2 separate regions of the Mus musculus genome follow, and region 1 is linked to region 2. A link is a contact called in public Hi-C data. All regions are on one chromosome and are shown on one strand. Each heading gives the region's core, a stretch centred on a gene start, on an enhancer-like site or on the middle of the called end of the contact. The rest is flanking DNA. Distances are from core to core; before and after follow the strand shown.

Region 1 (3,230 bases), core at 290-2,789, 39 kb after region 2:
CAAGTAACAATAGTATTTGTAGAAGAGATCGTGGATCTGAGCATGAGAAGGGGTGGAAGTTAGAGGCATTGGAGAATGGAGAGGAGTGGAAATGATGTAAATAGAGTTCATATATGAAATTCTCTGAAATTCTAAATATATACCATATACACATATGTGTTTGGAATGGAATTAAATCTGTGTTGGAGCTGCTATATTAGGATGGTAAAAGAGACTACTAGGCAGGGAGAGCAATTGCTTTTCACTCTCTTTTACAGTGCCTGAGCAAGATTTCCTAGAAGGATGCTTTCTTCCACAGTAATCTCCCTCCCACCCACACTCTACCATCAGTGCTTCTGGAGACTCCCCACCCCCCATTCTTCACTCTCCATCAGATAAAGGTTGCACAGAGTTGGCACCTGCAGGGAGCTTGATGCCTTCTGCTGTCCTCCGTGGACAGGGACCATTTGCTCTCCATTCGTGACTGTGCAGTAATCAGACATGGCCCTGTTTCACTTCTCAGCCTGGGGTTGGAGGATTTGGACAAATAATAGAACTCAGTTTGCTCACACGTGAAATGGCAATAATGTTCCTACCCATTACTTAGAGTTGTATGTATATCTCTTTGTACCTACGGAGGATGCTCCTAGGACACTCAGATACAATGGAGCGTTCGCATGGAACCTATGCACATCCGCTGGTGTGCTTTCAAGCATCTCCAGGTAGCTCTTTATACCTACCGTATTGTCAATGCTATGTAATACTGATTATGCTGTCTGCTTTGAGGAACAATGACAAGGGGAAAGTGAGCTATATGCAGAGCAGACACAAGCCTAAAACTAATTATGCAGTCCAGGAAGAGATTGTGGCTCAGTGCGAAGCACAGAGCTACAGCAAAGTGTGCCCATGCATCATGTGTTTGTGAGCTCAGCAGAGCACTCAGTACAACACACATTCAAGGTTTGCCCCAAAGAAATACCATGGGTCTTCAATTTTCCTAACTGCTTTTGATCTTTAGCTAGTTGTAGATCATTCCATCCAAGAGCCATCCAAACCTTCATCCCCAGAAGTATCCCTGTATTTCTAGTGACCTCATGGTTGCCCCTTTACCCTGTTTATTTTGTAGGGTATACTCCCAGTGCAGCCACTGTGCAATGTAATGACAGATGAAAGGTTCCATAGGACTTTAATTCTCATATGGCTTGAGCCTATGATCCCGTTCATGCCTCACATCTGACACTTTATTTAACCTATCCTGGGAATTGTTTAAGTTTTAGGCAGATTTAGGTAATGAGCTAGGAGAAGAATGTGTTATATTTCTAGGTAAAAGAGTTTTAGTTATACCTGGCCTGGATGAGTAAAGCAGGCTCTAGAGAGGCCAGTACATTTTGTGCTAGGCTTCCCCACGTCCTCTATGTGACTCTTTCCTGGGTAGTTCTTACTCTGGATGCTCTTCACTACCCCTGGCTCTCTGCTTCCTTTGACTAACTTCAGCTCTGGCCCCTTCACAATGGGCTCCAGTGTTATCTCTACTTCTCTCCCAGAAATGGAGTGACAATGGAGAACTCCAGCTCTCCCTGGTGAAACAGAGTGTGTGTGATTGAGACCCTCGTCCATGTTGGACTTTGCACCAGACCCTCTTGAGCTTCCGACTGTTTTAGAGAAGTTGGGAGTGAAGAATCATCTACATTCAAGCACTGCAGCCTGCAGCTGGCCCTGCATCCTCTTACGCCCTTCTTGCAGCGCAGAGATGCTCCTTTGTGTGGGTCTTGGTACAGCCAGGCCTGTAATTTATACAAGTGCAGCTGATGTTCCCTTTTAAATTGACAAAAGCAGAGGATAGAGCCTGGGAAGCCCCCCTGACCCCAGAGCCCTGGTCGCTGAAAATTACAGGCAGTGTACAGTGCACTGCCTCTTGATGCGCTGGCAGTGGGAGATGGTGGTTAATTTGCCAAGACTCAGAGGTGACCCAGGTTTAATAAAGAGGATTAATGGATTTGAGCAAAAGGTCGTGGCTGTTTCAAGCAGATAGCCTCTTCCTTCTAAGACTGTTTGCAGGCTCTCACTTAGTTTCTTCTCTTTGGGGAAATAGCTCAGCTGCCTATTTAAAGAGCCCTACCCCTACCTTTCTTTTGTGACAGTACCTGGTCCTTCAACAATATGCAAAACCAAGGGTGTGAGGCACACTCCTTATCCACAAAAGCAACCCAAATTCATCATCTCACTGGAAGCTGGCAAGATTTCCCATCTATCAAGAGAACATTTTGTAGCGACCATCAACACTGTTAGTAATATCATACATACTTTGGGTATTGCCCTTCCCCTTGCTGTGACTTCATCTTCTGGAATAAGAGGATGAGTTGATTGGATTTGTGATTGATGTATAACTGACACACCTGCCAAAGCAGGACAAAACCTGGGAATATGGTATGAGCTTATGACCGTAGCACACTGGAAGCTGAGGCAGGAGGATTGCCAGGAGTTTGAAGCCACTCTGGGCAAAATAAGTGAGCCAGGCTTATACGGCAAGACTGGCTTATGGAAGATAAAGCAGAACAAATAAATAAAAATAGGAGAGAAACAAGAGGAAGAAATATTTAAAAATATTTAACTCCTTTGAAATATTCTTTTTGTGTTTTTGTTTTTGTTGTTGCTTCTTCAAGACAGGGTTTCTCTGTGTATCCTTTACTGTCCTAGAACTAGCTCTATAGACCAGACTAGCCTATGAACCCACAGGGATCTGCTTGCCTCTACCTCCTGAATGCTGGGACTAAAGATGTGTGGCACTGCTGCTCAGCTCCTTTTGAAATATTTTTACCAAACACTATGCAGAGTTCAGTTGACATTTGTAAGAAACATTTTACACTTGCTCATGTGTGTAGGGTGTGGCCAAAATGAATGCCTGGGATGCAGAGGGACTTCATTATGGTGCTGTGTTTAATTCATCCTTACCTTATACTTGTCTCTACATTTGAGTGTTATTGTGTTAGATTGTCACCATGGGCCTGAGCATGGGTTCCTCAGGATTCTGGGCTCCTGTGTGTGCCTGGAAGGAGGGAGTCACCTGCCCTGGCATTGTGAGATCTAGCCTCAGGGCTGTTCACTGCTCTTGAGTTCCTGTTTATCATTCCCCAGGCAGTGGGTAGGATGAGGGAATGAGACATGGTGATCAAGAAGGGTACATGGACAAAAGGGAAGGAAGTTCAGTGGGTATCTTTCTCTTGCTTTGATAAAACACAGTTGACCAAAAC
Region 2 (3,178 bases), core at 577-3,076:
AATGTTCTACTTGTTTAAAGGCAAACATCTTATTTCCTAGAAAAAGTGACGTTCTGTTAGATGTAAATGAGTTCTGTGCATCCTTCTTCTTCATCAAAACTGGTTTTATGATAGTGCAGACTTGGGTTTGGATCTGGACTCATTAGCCATGGAATGTTTCTCAAGTCACTGGTAGTTGCTGAACTGAAAATTTAGGGTACTGGTGTCTACGGGGTAGAACTCTGGTGGGGGCAGCTGAATTAACACCTGTACTTCCCTGTCCCATAGGCGGTGCTGGAAATACATCACAGAAACAACCAGGGAGGAAGGGAGAATGTCACCTGGAAAGTCACTCACATATAAGAAGTAGAGCACATGCACAGAGCTGGGGAGGAATCCCAGCAGGCATGGGGTCTTTGGAGAAAACCTGGTAACAGAGGTACTTTCTCCAGAACCTCCGTAATATCCAGTGCTCTTCTCACTGCCCTTTCACAGAGTTCAGGGGCCATGCAGCAGTGTGCAATTCACATTCCAGGGAGGACAGATAGAGTGTGTTTTGGCTGCCTTCTGTAGTGTTCCTATAAACTATGATTACACAGATGCAAATTGGATCATGGTGAAAGAAAGAAAGAAAGAAAGAAAGAAAGAAAGAAAGAAAGAAAGAAAGAAAGAAAGATTATTATTCCCTAGGCACTCAAGCCTCTTCTCTTTTCTTCCCCCGTCAGTCATTGGCCATTGAAGGAGGTGAAGGATGGCTGGCCCTCTGTTTCAGGTGAGCAGCCTGCAACTTTTTTTTTATTTAAATCTTTTGAAGAAAGAAAGAAAGAAAGAAAGAAAGAAAGAAGAAAGAAAGAAAGAGAGAGAGAGAAAGAGAGAAAAGAAAAAAGAAAGAAAAAAGAAGAAAGAAAGAAAGAAAGAAGAAAGAAGAAAGAAGAAAGGAAAAGGAAGGAAGGAAGGAAGGAAGGAAGGAAGGAAGGAAGGAAGGAAGGAAGGAAGGAAGGAAAAGAAAAGAAAGGTCAAAGTCACAGGCATGGCTGTGAGCCTTCTTCTGAGGACTTCTGCAAGTCTCTTCTTCCTTAAGACCTAATCTGGATGTCCCTATCTAAGTGTGCTGGGATCATGGCAATTGTTTGGGGTTTTGTCTTGGTAGAATTCCCTAATGCTCTAATTTGGGGGAGCTGGCTCAAATTAGATTCCCTGTATCTTTGATGAGAAAAAAAAAAAAAACCTGAACATGTCCATTTTCCAGCTGGGGAGTTAGGCTGCTTTCAAGTACTCTTGCTGGCGGGATGGGGACTTGATGCCTTTGAGCAGCCTGTGAGCAAAGCTCTGGCTGCATCCTGGGCTGGAGACCAGGAAGAAGGAATGATAAGGTCTTGGCATGAGCATTAGTCAATTTCTGCCAGGAAGCAGCCCTTTCCTGATCCTTGTGTCCCGAGACCTGCTGGGGTAAGATTTAGGAAAGGGCATTAGACCCCTCCTGCTGCCCACCCAGGAGCGGGTGTGCCCATGCGAAGCACACTGGCATACTCACACAGATCCCAGCAGTACTGCTGCGCGGTGAGGGGGGTGCGCAAGGGACAGGCTTCAACTCCCCTCGGAGTGGAGCCTTCCCAACAGGAAAGTCTCCCGGTGTCGCTCAGGAGAGTGGAGCCAATATGTGGCTTGGAGGTGGTCTGCTGTGCGCCCAGTGAAGATTGGTGCTAATGATTCTTAGCAGTTGTGTGTATGTGCAAGGGGAAAAAAAATCAGAGACGCTGTCTGCCTGCTCCCATCTCGCGCGCTCTCTCTCTCTTCTGCTCTCTCCCTCCCTTTGCAAACATTGGATTTAAACCTGCTCAGAATTCAGCACAGAGGAAGCAGCCTCGGTAGCAGCAGCAGTAGCAGCAGCACCAGCAGGAGCTAGCCGGGCCGCCGCGCACCACAGCCTCGAGATGTACCATCCCGCCTACTGGATCGTCTTCTCGGCCACCACTGCCCTGCTCTTCATCCCAGGTACCCAGCAAAGAAGGGTGTTTTCTCTCTCTGAGCAATGATGCCGCTGCTAGGGCAGAAGGGGAAGAGGGAGAGGCAAGGAGGAAAAGAGGGAGTGTAAGAGGCATGTGAGTAAGATAGGCTTGCCGCGTGTGCACACACACTCACTGGCTAGCTGGCTCTCAGGCAGACAGATGCCCACAGCAAGCGATTTGCTCCCTTCTCGGGAGAGCTGGGTTCGAGATCCGCACCGTGCTGCAAGGCGCTGCTGGTTCTGTGAAAGGCACAACTGGCATTGACCAGCTGTGGTCCCAAGGGTGACAGAAGAGGGGCTTAAACTCCGGGGCGCAAAAGCCTTCTTGAGCGCTGCTGTCGGGACCTGCAGCAGGAACTGGCATCCCGCTCAGTACTGGTCTCTGTTTTTCTGAATGTAGTAATCTCTGCGTCTCTGTTTCCTATGCTTTTTTCTTCCCCCCTTCCTGTTTTTTTTTCTCTCTTCCCAACGTTCTCTCCTCTCTTCTTTTCCATCCTTCTGAACCCTTCCCTTGATTCCCACTGCAGATCCCTACCTCCTTGTTTGCCTTCTCATTCTTTCACGAATTTTTCTCTACTGCATTTTTTTTTGTCTTAACACAATCCTTCCACCACCTCTTGTCCTTTCTTTATCCTTCCACCAAATGGGCAGATTGTGCCTTTGAAATCCACTTTCTCCTTCCTAATCATCACATCACAGCAGAGACATAAATTTTCCCTAGTAGATTTGATCTGGTCCAAGCCGGGCGAATGTTGGGAAATCTAATCCCAGTGGAGGGTTGCTAGAGTCCCAATGGTGGGCAGAGATGTTAATGCAGTGCTCTTTCTCACAGCACTTACTTGTTTGGGCAGACCAAGTCTGCAGTGACCCAGGTAAGATGCTTCAAGGCAACCTTCGCAACCCTCCCCAGTCAGCCTGCTAGACTCCTTGCAGACTCCCGCACATCTTAATAGGGTTGGTAATTGCTTCAGAGCCTTCTGCAAGCAGAGGACCATGCCTGCAGGCATCTTTCACACAATGCTGAAGGGGCTTGGAAGGCTTGCCAACATTTTAGGCAGCATCAAAGGGTCTCTGGGTCTTCCACACTAAACCTCACCCTTTAGGGGGCATTTCTTCCTCTCTCTCTCTCTCTCTCTCTCTCTCTCTCTCTCTCTCTCTCTCTCTCTCTCTCTCTTCCCTCTCTCTCCTCAT

What was found. Hi-C and Micro-C count contacts between places; a contact is called where the count stands out from the background.
Region 1: a Hi-C map of the N1E-115 cell line shows a contact between it and region 2, with 3 times the contacts expected there. The contact joins the enhancer-like site here to the promoter of Opcml in region 2. A contact is called at or near these places in 3 of 39 promoter capture datasets (embryonic stem cells, pre-B cells and stem cell-derived epiblast-like cells), 2 of 484 Hi-C or Micro-C datasets (the N1E-115 cell line and embryonic stem cells), 2 of 115 datasets of contacts at active chromatin or transcription factors (embryonic fibroblasts and embryonic stem cells) and 4 of 9 other capture datasets (adipose tissue, embryonic stem cells, liver and 1 more).

The regions. Positions count from the first base shown.
Region 1 is chr9:27,828,847-27,832,076 of GRCm38.p6, forward strand. All of the region lies in intron 1 of Opcml (opioid binding protein/cell adhesion molecule-like), which reads left to right. Among named protein-coding and RNA genes, the nearest start is that of Opcml, 39 kb to the left of the region's middle. Within about 2 kb of position 1,540, at least 9 of the 459 cell types and tissues checked have an H3K27ac peak or open chromatin away from gene starts, as enhancers often do. A contact at or near this core is called in the N1E-115 cell line, where this site is marked.
Region 2 is chr9:27,789,473-27,792,650 of GRCm38.p6, forward strand. Opcml (opioid binding protein/cell adhesion molecule-like) reads left to right here and starts at 1,827. Exons shown (of 8, transcript NM_177906.5): 1 at 1,827-1,974. The coding sequence starts at 1,914. It overlaps Gm39314 (a long non-coding RNA gene), which reads right to left and starts at 1,597. Exons shown (of 3, transcript XR_870601.1): 1 at 1,514-1,597.